Linked DNA regions of Mus musculus: all the other regions are linked to region 1. A link is a contact called in public ChIA-PET and Micro-C data. All regions are on one chromosome and are shown on one strand. The core of a region is the stretch at or near the end of the contact, and the rest is flanking DNA. Distances in the headings are between cores, read along the strand shown.

What was found. Hi-C and Micro-C count contacts between places; a contact is called where the count stands out from the background. ChIA-PET counts read pairs in DNA pulled down with a chosen protein or histone mark.
Region 2: a Micro-C map of embryonic stem cells shows a contact between it and region 1, with 4 times the contacts expected there. The contact joins the promoter of Pi4kb here to the promoter of Snx27 in region 1. A contact is called at or near these places in 10 of 39 promoter capture datasets (the 3T3-L1 cell line, 3T3-L1-derived adipocytes, the C10 cell line and 7 more), 1 of 484 Hi-C or Micro-C datasets (embryonic stem cells) and 2 of 115 datasets of contacts at active chromatin or transcription factors (memory CD8 T cells and microglia).
Region 3: a contact with region 1 is called in an RNA polymerase II ChIA-PET map of memory CD8 T cells, with 38 read pairs. The contact joins the promoter of Psmb4 here to the promoter of Snx27 in region 1. A contact is called at or near these places in 19 of 39 promoter capture datasets (the 3T3-L1 cell line, 3T3-L1-derived adipocytes, the C10 cell line and 11 more), 2 of 484 Hi-C or Micro-C datasets (CD4 T cells and embryonic stem cells), 4 of 115 datasets of contacts at active chromatin or transcription factors (astrocytes, effector CD8 T cells, embryonic stem cells and 1 more) and 2 of 9 other capture datasets (adipose tissue and liver).
Region 4: a contact with region 1 is called in an RNA polymerase II ChIA-PET map of memory CD8 T cells, with 10 read pairs. The contact joins the enhancer-like site here to the promoter of Snx27 in region 1. A contact is called at or near these places in 16 of 39 promoter capture datasets (the C10 cell line, the HPC-7 cell line, cranial neural crest and 10 more), 2 of 484 Hi-C or Micro-C datasets (embryonic retina and stem cell-derived neurons), 2 of 115 datasets of contacts at active chromatin or transcription factors (effector CD8 T cells and memory CD8 T cells) and 2 of 9 other capture datasets (liver and pancreatic islet).

Annotation. Positions count from the first base shown.
Region 1 is chr3:94,581,387-94,584,130 of GRCm38.p6, reverse strand. Snx27 (sorting nexin family member 27) reads left to right here and starts at 1,415. Exons shown (of 12, transcript NM_001082484.2): 1 at 1,415-1,886. The coding sequence starts at 1,582.
Region 2 is chr3:94,973,405-94,976,148 of GRCm38.p6, reverse strand. It overlaps Pi4kb (phosphatidylinositol 4-kinase beta), which reads right to left and starts at 1,418. Exons shown (of 11, transcript NM_175356.3): 1 at 1,064-1,418. B230398E01Rik (a long non-coding RNA gene) reads left to right here. Exons shown (of 4, transcript XR_003954666.1): 2 at 1-800.
Region 3 is chr3:94,885,566-94,888,309 of GRCm38.p6, reverse strand. It overlaps Psmb4 (proteasome (prosome, macropain) subunit, beta type 4), which reads left to right and starts at 1,352. Exons shown (of 7, transcript NM_008945.3): 1 at 1,352-1,541; 2 at 1,663-1,869; 3 at 2,089-2,235; 4 at 2,569-2,650. The coding sequence starts at 1,402.
Region 4 is chr3:94,850,604-94,853,347 of GRCm38.p6, reverse strand. The region is part of intron 1 of Pogz (pogo transposable element with ZNF domain); the gene reads right to left. Among named protein-coding and RNA genes, the nearest start is that of Pogz, 15 kb to the right of the region's middle. Within about 2 kb of position 1,412, at least 79 of the 459 cell types and tissues checked have an H3K27ac peak or open chromatin away from gene starts, as enhancers often do. A contact at or near this core is called in the HPC-7 cell line, effector CD8 T cells and memory CD8 T cells, where this site is marked.

The DNA of each region.
Region 1 (2,744 bases), core at 166-2,665:
GCTTCTTCTGTCCCTTGTAATCTTAAAAACTCTCCATGGCCAGTAAACTCTTTCAGGGGCTTGTTTGTTTTTATAAATTATCTGCTTCTTTTAGGTTCATAATTTTTTACTTGTGTAACCTCATCTACCAAGCAGGGACTGGGCTAGTGCTGTAAAGCGTTAATAAGTTCTAGATGTAAAGACTTGGTACATAGTCATGTTGAGAAAGGTAGTTCTTGGTGCTTCTCCTCTTCTTCTGCTGGATGCCAAGAAGGAAGACTCCTGGCTCGTTATCTCCAGGTTATTTCTCCGGTTGGGGGGTTGTGTTAATATGTCACTTTGGGAGATGAAGTAATGTCCCCCTCAGGACAAAGAGCAAGTCTACTGTATTCCTTTGTACAGAATGGCAACCTTTCCAAGTTGTGTGTCTTAGGCTCTGATACCTTAGGGGAACATCACTCATCAGAGCTCTTTATCTACATGGTGCTTGGTGGGGAAGAACTGAGAATACCTGAGGAGGCTGATACTGTTTCCTTTGTCTTTGCTTTGTGGAATCTTGTGTATTCTACAACATCTACTAAACAGGAATGGATTAACTAGTGACCTTATCAGTAGGGGGAAATCAAATACCAAAGTGGAGCAGTGATGGCGTAGATTGCTATGTGCATTATTTCTGTCATTACTTGCTGTCACCAGGCACCCAGCTCTATCAAGTTTATATCCTGCCAGATCGCCAAAAACACCAACTGCATGCTTTCTAAGAATTCTCTTGTGCTATTGGAAGAAATGAAATAAACAAGATAAAAGCAACTTCAAAACTCTTGCTAAATTAAAATTATTGACCACTTTAATATCCAGTTCTAAATCATGGAAGCTGTTGTTTTCCTCCACACATGCTTTTTTGTATGTCTGTATATAGCCGTGAAGTTGCAATAACATGGAAAAGAAAGTTGCGCAAAAACAGCTGAGCTTTAAATGCTGTTACATAATTGCTGCTTGACTTTGGTAACACTAAAGTTCCGTATCCTAATACTTGAAATAAGGAACCGAATTCACGATCTGGTTGTATCACTTGATTGCTGGGGCTTTGTCCAACATGAATATACAAATGAATAACCGATTCAAGATTGCAATGAATCACCAACTAGTGGTCGGGCATAATCCCAGCAATCAGGAGGCAGAGGCAGGTGGATCTCTGAGTTTGAGGTCGGCCTGCTTTACAGAGCCAGTTCAGGACAGCAAGGGCTACAAAGGGAAACCCTGTCTCGAAAAAACAAAACAAAAAAAGATTCTCATCATCCAACCAAGGAAACTTAACCAGAGCCCAAAGCCCAATAAACCACAACTCCCAGAAGGCTTTGAGCCCGGATGCGTCATGCACCATTTGCAGAACTACATCTCCCAGGAGGCCCTGCAGCGCCCAACCGTCTGCTTCTCCCGCCTTGCTCCCTTTTCCTCACCCCCTCGCAGCGCGGTGGCCCACTAGCTCCAGCGGTCGGCGGAGCGGGCGCGCGCCGGGGTCGCGCGGCTGCCGGAGGGGGCGGGCGCGCGCCGGAGGAGTGGAGGCGTAGGGGGGCGGGGGACCGCTCGCTTGCTCGCAAGATGGCGGACGAGGACGGGGAAGGTATTCACCCCTCAGCCCCGCACCGGAATGGAGGCGGCGGCGGGGGGTCTGGGCTCCACTGCGCCGGGAACGGTGGCGGGGGAGGCGGCGGCCCGCGGGTCGTGCGCATTGTCAAGTCCGAATCCGGCTACGGCTTCAACGTGCGGGGCCAAGTGAGCGAGGGCGGGCAACTGCGGAGCATCAACGGGGAGCTGTACGCGCCGCTGCAGCATGTGAGCGCCGTGCTGCCCGGGGGGGCGGCCGACCGGGCCGGGGTGCGCAAAGGGGACCGCATCCTGGAGGTGTGAGTATCGCTGCCGCCACGCCCCGTCCTCCTATCCTTCGCCTGTCCTGGCCCCGCACCCTGTCACCCAGGCCGCACCTCTCTTAGCTCGAGAGCCTGCCGCGACCCTCGCCCCCCGCGGGCCTTCGCGGCCCGGCTTGGAGCCTCCTGCTTTCCTGGCGTCTCCAGTTTGTGCTCTCCCTGCTGCTCCCATGCCTTTGGCTGCTCTCAACCCGTTTGCCTTCTTCTATAGCATGCCTCTTTCTGCCCCTTACTGAGGGAGTCTCCTTTCGACCTAGCCAGTACTGTGTCCTCCCCAACTTTTCATCTTTAGCATCATAGTTTCCTGGTCGCTGCCACTCCCCTCAGACCTTGTGGACTGTCCCTTCTGCCCTCTAGACCTGATAGGACCTGTGGTCAGCTCATTTTCCTCTGGAGGCATCATTTCTCCCCACCTTAACCCTCCACCCACTTTCCTTAGTTATTCCCCGTTATGATAAAAGCACACCGACATTTTTGCATCCACCGTTTGGCCTTTTCTCCCCTCTTCTTCTTTGTAGTCACACCATCTCGAGTATACCTTATCACATGCGTTTTTGGGGGAGGGGTTGCAACCTGATTTTCAGGCTAGCTTCTCCATGGCTACATTGCTTTTGAGTACAGCCTTTTCTGGCTCCCCGACTTCCCACGTGCACCACTCCTCACACCTTGGAGTTCGGTTTAATAGTGCTCCTAGCTCCTGCTTCCCTCAGACTGCAGTCGACTTAGGTCTTTGCCCGCTCCGTTTTCCTCCTGCTCTGTGCTATTGCAATCCTACACTTTAAATTTCTCGACGTAGCTTTCCCTTCTCTTTTTAAGGCCCCTTCTGCTGTTGCAACC
Region 2 (2,744 bases), core at 169-2,668, 390 kb before region 1:
TTGCTCTTAAACACTCAACAAAATGTAATCTGATTGATAGACTTCTTTAAAAGTTGCTTCATCCTTCAGAAACACACATCTGTCCAGAAAAGCTTGAGACAACTGTGGCTCCCCATCCTCTCACATCTTCTTAGTTCAAGCTTTAGCTGATCTGAAATCATATGTGGAGATAAAAGGCATGATAGAGAACACTTAAAGACCACAGGGAAAACAGAGCCGAGGGAGACAAACATCAGCCGAATCCTGGAGAGAATGTCAAAAGTTGGAAATCCCTGGAGAGAATGTCAAAAGTTGGAAATCACTATCTGTAGGGGTGTTCACGGCAGAGCTTTCTCCTACGGGAAGCCCTCCAGAGGGCTGGAGATTGAGAAAGGGGAAAGAGAAGCCAAAGACAGCTTCAGGTATCATCAGGCACCCTAGAGAGGGGTTGAGGACTAAGGTCAAAGTGGATGGTATCTGGGTATGATGACAGTAGTCTGAGATCCTTTAAGGAGAAGGGAATAGGCAATTCTTGGAAGTCAGGAGCTGGGGGAGTGGGTCATGGTGAGGTCATGGAATTGGAAGCAGAAGAGAGGGATACAATCTGTAGCTGAGGGAAATGAGAACTCTGTGCTGAGATTGCACAGACTCGGAAGAGTGGGGCAAAATAGGAAAAGGGATAAAGGCGGAGTCCATGGAAGAGGCTTGTGAGCAGAAACACAAACGGCGAGGAAGGCAAACATGGATGATATTGTAGAAGGGGTCAAATGTGGAAAAGGTTCACGACTTAGGAAGATAGTTACGGAACAGAGGCAACAGAGGTACGAAGTGTGTGTCCTGCTGGTGGGGAGGTGGAATCCACGGGGCAGAGGGAGGGGCTAAACTGAAGAGGAAGCCAGAAAGCAGAGAAGACTACCCCGGGCCCGAGAGGAAAGGGTGAAGGACCTCGGGGTGCAGCTGCCACCAGGGGGGCAGTTTTGTAGTCGAACCCAGGTCGCGGTAGGCTGGGCGGGACAGGGTGGCAGAAGGACCCCCCCACACACACACACAGGCAAAGGCGACTCACGGGGGAGGAGCCGCTTACCTCCGGGGAACCCTCGCGGAGGGGGTGCAGGCGGTCGGGGTCGGACTGCCGACACCGCCGCCTCAGCAGCAGCGGCCGCTCCCGGGTTCCATTGGCCGCCTGCGCTTCCCTGACAGCGGCCGCGGCGGCTGCTCCAGGCCCCGGCTGCGGGGCTGCCCGCGGCGCCGCCTGAAGGGGCCTTCACGCAACTTCAAGTTGGACCGGACCCCACTAGCAGGACACAAAATAACAATTCCTTGGCGGGTTCCGATGTAAGAGTCCCCTGGGCCCGAGCCTTTCTTCCGGGAGATTGCTTTCCTGCTTCCCGGTGTCAGGACACTACTGATGCCATCGTAATCTGAGTCGAGTGAGCTGCCCGACTCACGCCTGTTCAGAAAGGAAAAGGGGGCGGGGAAGAGCTTTTGGAAGCTAGGGAGGGGGGGCAGGGAGGAGGGGCTTACGGGGGAAGGCGGGCCCTGTGTTTGAGGGCGGGCCTAAGAGACAGGCTTTACTAAGGAAGCCGAGAGGGAAGTAGCGTGGGTAAGATCAGTGGAGGGACGTGGAGGTACCGATATTTTATGTACTTCCAAAAGTGTATGAACATGCAAATTATATATAAACTATTCATTTGCGTAAACCACTGAGTTACCGTAACTGCCACCAGTGGCTTTTTTCTCCCTCTCCTATCCTACGGGATTTCTTTCGTAAGTCAGCCGGTAGGACCCATGCAGGAGGGCCAGAAAACAGACAAGAAAGAGAAGGGACGAAAAAAGGAGTACAATCACCTTCATTTCCCTCTTCCTACTCATCTTTAAGGATGATGCCATGAGTTTGCCCCTATAGCTTCAGGAATGGCCCAGTCCAACCGCCTCAATCTTTCACTGTTTCGCACCATCACTCTGGGACAAGGTGCTGCTTCCAAGGTCACCCCAGCTGCCAAAGCCTTAACAGAGGCTGGACAAGCCAGCTTAGGAAAAGTGAGTGAAATGACAAAAGTTTGGCTTATTCCTTTTCCGAAGGCTACAAAATCATGTGAGACAGGCCTCATAGACCCCTCCCCCCCCCCCCACAATCACTGTCCCAACGCTTTTCCTGGGACTTTTCTTAGTATCTTAGGCCCCTTGTAAGGGTAGGTTTGTTTGACAGGGTTTCTCTGTGTAGCCCTGGCTGTCCTGGAACTCACTGTGTAGACCAGGCTGGCCTTGAACTTAGAAATCTGTCGACCTCTGCTTCCCAAGTGCTACGCCTAAAGACGTGTGCCACCACTGCAGGCGGGTAGGTTCTTAATATTCTACGGGTTGAGCCTAGCTCTTGGGTGACATCTTCATTGCACTTATAAGCTGATTTGAGATCTTTGTTTCCTTTTTTTTTCTTTCCCTTTCTTCTCTAGCTTCCTTCCTATCCTCTTTCCCTTTTTAGAGACAGTCTATTTTTCCCAGGCTGCTTGTGATATTCCTTGGCTCAAGCCACTGGCCTGTGGAACATGTGGGAATATATCCACATGCCCCCAAGCTGGACTAACCCTCAACTTCTGTATAATAATATTGACAATATTATTATAGCACTACATTAACAACAGTAGTATCTGATGTAATAACATTTTCTAAGGTTTGGGGGAGGGGATCAAGAAAGTATGGGTTATAGTACTACATGTCTGTTATTGAAACAGACAAATGGTGAGTGAACCATGCCCCTGCTTCCG
Region 3 (2,744 bases), core at 103-2,602, 300 kb before region 1:
TATGAAGACAGCTACAATGTACTCATATAATAAATAAATAAATCTTTTTTAAAAAAGGATTGTATACACTAGAGTCTCTGAAGGAAATACAAGAGAATATTAGGCAAAATTAATATTCAGACAAATAATGTCTGGATTATATAGGAAAGAGCCTCTGTGGGGAGGGGAATCCTGGCCCCTGGGCTGGAAAAGTTCAGAGTAAAGGGTGGGTTGTGCCAGGTAGGGACTGAGGGATGCTGGGAGAACCTGGAGGCTATGTCGACTTGAATATGTTAAATATGCACCTCAGCCAATTGTTCTGGGTCAGAACTTCAACATCAATATTCTCTCATATGTGGAATCTAGGTGTGTTTGTATGTGTGTATTAGGTCAGGAAAGTAGAAAGGTGCTCATAAGGAAAAGGCTCTTTAGGGACCCGGGTGAAGGATTAGAAGGTAATAGAACACGTGTCAGTGGAAGCACGAAGGGTCTTCTTAGACAGGGAGGAGGAAGCAGGAAGACAGGGAAGGCACTGAGATGGGCACCAGTGAGGGTAGAGTAAAACGACATCTAGGATGAAAAGGCTGTAATGAAACCTATTGTTTTGTATGCTATCTTGAGGGGGCAGGGGAATTCCTCCACTGCCTCTAGTTCACTGTGGATTCTTTTTTCTTTTAATACAAGATCTCTCAGTAGTTCAGGTTGTCCTGGACTCTGAGTGTAGTCCAGAATGGTCTTGTACTGGAGGCATTCCTTCTGTTCCAGCCTTCTGAATACTAAGATTTTTCTCTTTCTCCCTCTTCTCTCCCCCCCACCCCCCCTTGTTCACCACATAAGTGCCTGGTGCCCTCAGGGCTAGAAGAGGAGTTACAGGTGATTGTCAGCCACCCCGTGGGTGCTTAGATTCGAACCCCAGTGCTATAAACGTGGGCCATCTCTCCCCTTGGTTTGTATCTTTTCTACCTTTTATTGACTGTAACGGGGTAAACCACTGTATCTTATGCTTCGGCTTCTTATCTATCAAATAAGTTGATAATGCCTGCTCTATTGGCCGGCTCTGAGAAGTAAAACAGTAAGAGAGCTTGGGTCCAGTGATTCTTCAAGCCTTGTTTTTGATATTGATCCAAAAAGCACATGGTAACAGGTCCTGGTGCTTGTCCCACACGGCCTGCTCCTCCTGAATTGTCAGAATACTGGGATCTAGGCATCCCTACTGCAGTGGGATACGGGGATGCGGCCTTGTGCATTTCTGTCAGTCTTGGCGGCTACTCTGGACCAGGACTCCTCAAACGGCTTTATAAATACAGAGCCGGAGTCCTGACCCATGGAAGAGGCAGGCAGGAAGAAGAGAGGCGTGGCAAAGGACCACTTCCGTTTCCGGTGACGCTAGCGCTTTCATTTCTGTCGGCTGAGGTGACTAAGATGGAAGCGTTTTGGGAGTCACGGGCTGGCCACTGGGCCGGGGGTCCGGCTCCAGGGCAGTTTTACCGCATCCCGGCCACCCCCAGCGGCCTCATGGACCCGGCGTCGGCGCCCTGCGAGGGTCCCATCACTCGGACCCAGTGAGTCGCGCTCTCACCGCGCCGGGAATGGGCGGCGGGCCGGGATGCGGGGACCTCTGATGCGCGGGCGCCAGCAATCGGGGCTCCGGCCTCGCGCTCAGGGACCCTTTTCACGATTCAGGAACCCCATGGTGACCGGGACATCGGTACTCGGGGTGAAGTTCGACGGCGGAGTGGTGATTGCTGCAGACATGCTGGGCTCCTACGGCTCCCTGGCTCGTTTCCGCAATATCTCTCGTATTATGCGAGTCAACGACAGCACTATGCTGGGTGCCTCGGGAGACTACGCTGATTTCCAGTATTTGAAACAAGTTCTCGGCCAGATGGTGTAAGTCGCCTCCAAGTGGAGCGGACAGCCTTCCGTTTATTATTCCTGTAGGCGGGATGGAGGGACTTGAGACTTTGGGTAATTGTTGAGACATTTGTGAATGTTTGGAATACTTTTTGGTATTGGGGGGGGTGGTCTTGGATTGTAGAATTGTGTGTAGAACAGGGAGTGGGATGGGGAGCCTGACCTGTTATCATTGCTTTCTCAATTGTATTTAAGGATTGATGAAGAGCTGTTGGGAGATGGACACAGCTATAGCCCTAGAGCTATTCATTCATGGTTGACAAGAGCCATGTACAGCCGCCGCTCCAAGATGAATCCCCTGTGGAACACCATGGTCATTGGAGGCTATGCTGACGGAGAAAGGTATTTGATAACTTCCTTGACCGCCTAACCTAGCACCTATGTAGTGTCTCTTCAGTCTTTAAACAGAATGGTTCTTTACACTTCTTTTGGTATTTGTGCTTGTGTAGTACTGTGTGTGTGTTTGTGTGTGCATGCATCTTCTGCATTGTGGATTCTAGAGATCAAACTTGGGTCATCGGGCATGCTGGCAAGTGCCCTCACCACCGAGCTATCCTGCTTCCCCACCCTCAGGCACTTTGACCCCAGAGAATTTCCATCTTTTAATTCAGACCTAATGGACACAGCTAAGAAATGGAAGATTAGATCAGTTCTTTGATGTGTTTGTCCCTCTAGCTTCCTCGGTTATGTGGACATGCTTGGTGTAGCTTATGAAGCCCCTTCACTGGCCACTGGTTATGGTGCATACTTGGCTCAGGTAAGTAGTGGGCCTAGCGATGGGGAGAAGAGAAATAGAAATGAGAAGGCAATGTTAATCTCTTTCCCTTGGAATTTTGATAAGAGAGGCTGGA
Region 4 (2,744 bases), core at 163-2,662, 270 kb before region 1:
TTTTTGAGACTTACTATGTAGACCTAGTTGGCCTTGAACTCACAGAAAACTACAGGCTTCAATCTCCCAAGTGAGGAATTAAAGGCAGCAATGGTTGAAAGGGACAAGCAGGGAGGAGCTAGGAAGATGGGAAGGACCTGAGTTCAGACCCCAGAACCAACATACAAAACAAAAGCCCCAAACAAAAAAGCAAACAGATGAACCACTAGGTGTGGTGGTGAGGTGCTTTAAATCAGAGCACTCGGGAAGGGAGGAAACAGGCTGATCCCGACACCTCACTGAGCAGCCAGCCTAGACTGCCCGAAACAGCAGCTCAGGGTCAGTGAGGACCTTGTCTTGTCTATGGAAAGCAACAGGGAAATCCCTAACATCAACTCTTGCCTTACACACACATACACACACACACACACACACACACACACACACACACACACACACACTCTCTCTCTCTCCCCCTCTCTCTCACACACACACACACACACTCTCTCTCTCTTTCTCTCTCACACACACACTCATACTCTCTCTCTCTCTCTCTCTCTCTCTCTCTCTCTCTCTCTCTCTCTCTCTCACACACACACACACACACTCTTACACAAATGTTTTTTTGGAAAATTCCACAATGAAGCCCAATACTGTAAAAGCTAATTTTATACTTCTTCTAATAATGTGTTGGGTACAGTGCTTGCCAGCATATGCAATGGTCTCCAGCATACACACAAAACTGTCTAGTTAGTGATCGTGATGTTTAGGGTCTTTTGTTGGTGTTGCTTTGTTTTTGAGATAGAGTTTCACTATGTAGCCCTTGAAATCGATTGGTGGACCATGCTAGCCTTGAACTCACAGAAACATAACTATTTCTGCCTCTCAAGTTCATGTCTGACTCACTGGTTGTTATTGTTTTGGTTTTTCTGAGACAGGATGTCTCTATGTAGCCCTGAATGTCCTAGAACTATGTACACCAGCCTGCCCTTAATGCCAAACCTTGACTTCACAGTTTTGTCATCACTACACACTAGAATCATGAGAAGAATCTCAGTGAGGGACTGGCTATACTGGGTTGGCCGATGTATATGTCCTGGGAAACATTTTTACTTTATTTTTTTATTTCATTTTATGTATATGAGTATGTTTGCCTGCCTGTGTTACAAGATATTTGACTATTGTACATAGAAAACCCAATTGTTAGCAAAATATAAAAACTTCAATAGATACTGCATTTACATGTCAGACACAGTTAGTTACAAGTGTCCTGTAGCGGTGCAGTTTGAGTATTCATCTAAAAAACCTCTACAGACAAGAACACAAAAGAATGAAAAGTACCTGCCTATCTTAAAGCAAGTTGCTTGGGAGAGAGAGGTCTTGTGGTCTTGGCTCTATGATCTGAAGCAAAGTCAGCTAGATGGCCTAGAGCTACCCCACCAAGACAGGAAGTGGTTTGTCCCCTACTGTGGCTTGCCACACTAAGCTAGTGACATGGTTCAGCCTGCCAAGGGTGAAGTTTCTTTTATAAGCAATTGGACCTTTAATAGAGCTCTCTTGCCCGCCTGCCACCCCTTCCCCCCCCCCCTCTTTCTCCGCTTAGAAGAGCCTTTAGGAAAAGAGCTCCAGGTAAGAGATAAGAATTTCCTCTTTAGGTTTGTAGGAACAACAGAGAAACAGCTGCAGGCCACTGGTAAAATAATATTCTAGGAAAGAAAGCTAAGGAGTCCTCTTGGGTTTCAAAGAGCTCAAGAGAAAGGTAGACTAGACTAGTTAGGTACAATGACACAGATAGAAAGTGACTGCTAAAGAGCTAGTAATTTAGTTGTAGAATCAGGCTTGTAAATAGATAGTTTGTGTATAGTTCAGAAAACAAAGTTCCCTCACTGAGGTAGCAGGCTTTTAACTCCTGCTAGTTTATGCCTCCTGTCTCTTTACAGGTATAAATATTAGATAATTTAAATGGCTACATGTATGTCTGTGTATCACTTGTTTGCATTGAGCCCTTGGAGGCCAGAGGTGTCAGATGCCCCTAGAATTAGTTATAGATTGTTTTGAGCCTCATTGTGGACGCTGGTAATTGAACCCCAGACCTCTGGTTCCTAACTACTGAGTCATCTATCCAGCCCCTGACTGTTTTAATTAATTAAGTTAACTGACCCAGATCACTGTGGGTGTCACCATTTCCTAGACAGAGAGTGCTAAACTGTATAAGCTGAGAAAAACTGACTGACAGCAGTTAAGAGTTAGGGCTCTTCCAAGACCAGATTCAATTCTCAGCACTCACATGGCAGCTTACAACTGTCTGAAACTCCAGTTCCAGTGGATCTGGTACCCTTGCATAGACATACATGGAGGCAAGACATCAATGTACATAGAAATAAATATATGTTAAAAAAGGGAAAGAAAAACTGATCCGAACACAAGCAAGCAGGTGAGCATGTATATATCTATTTCTTTTCTATTCTTTTAAAAGATTTATTATATCTTATTATTATATTATAGCTATCTTCAGACACACCAGAAGAGGGTGTCAGATGTCATGTGGTTGTGAGCCACCATGTTGTTGCTGGGTTTTGAACTCAGGACCTTTGAAAGAGCAGTCAGTACTCTTAACCGCTGAGCCATCTCTCCAGCCCTTCTTTTCTGTTCTTGACTGTGGAAATGATGTAACTAGCTGTTTTAAGTTCCTGCCCTGACTTACCTGCAATGATAGATACACTATAACCTGGAATTGTAGCCTGAAATAAACCCTTTCCCACCTA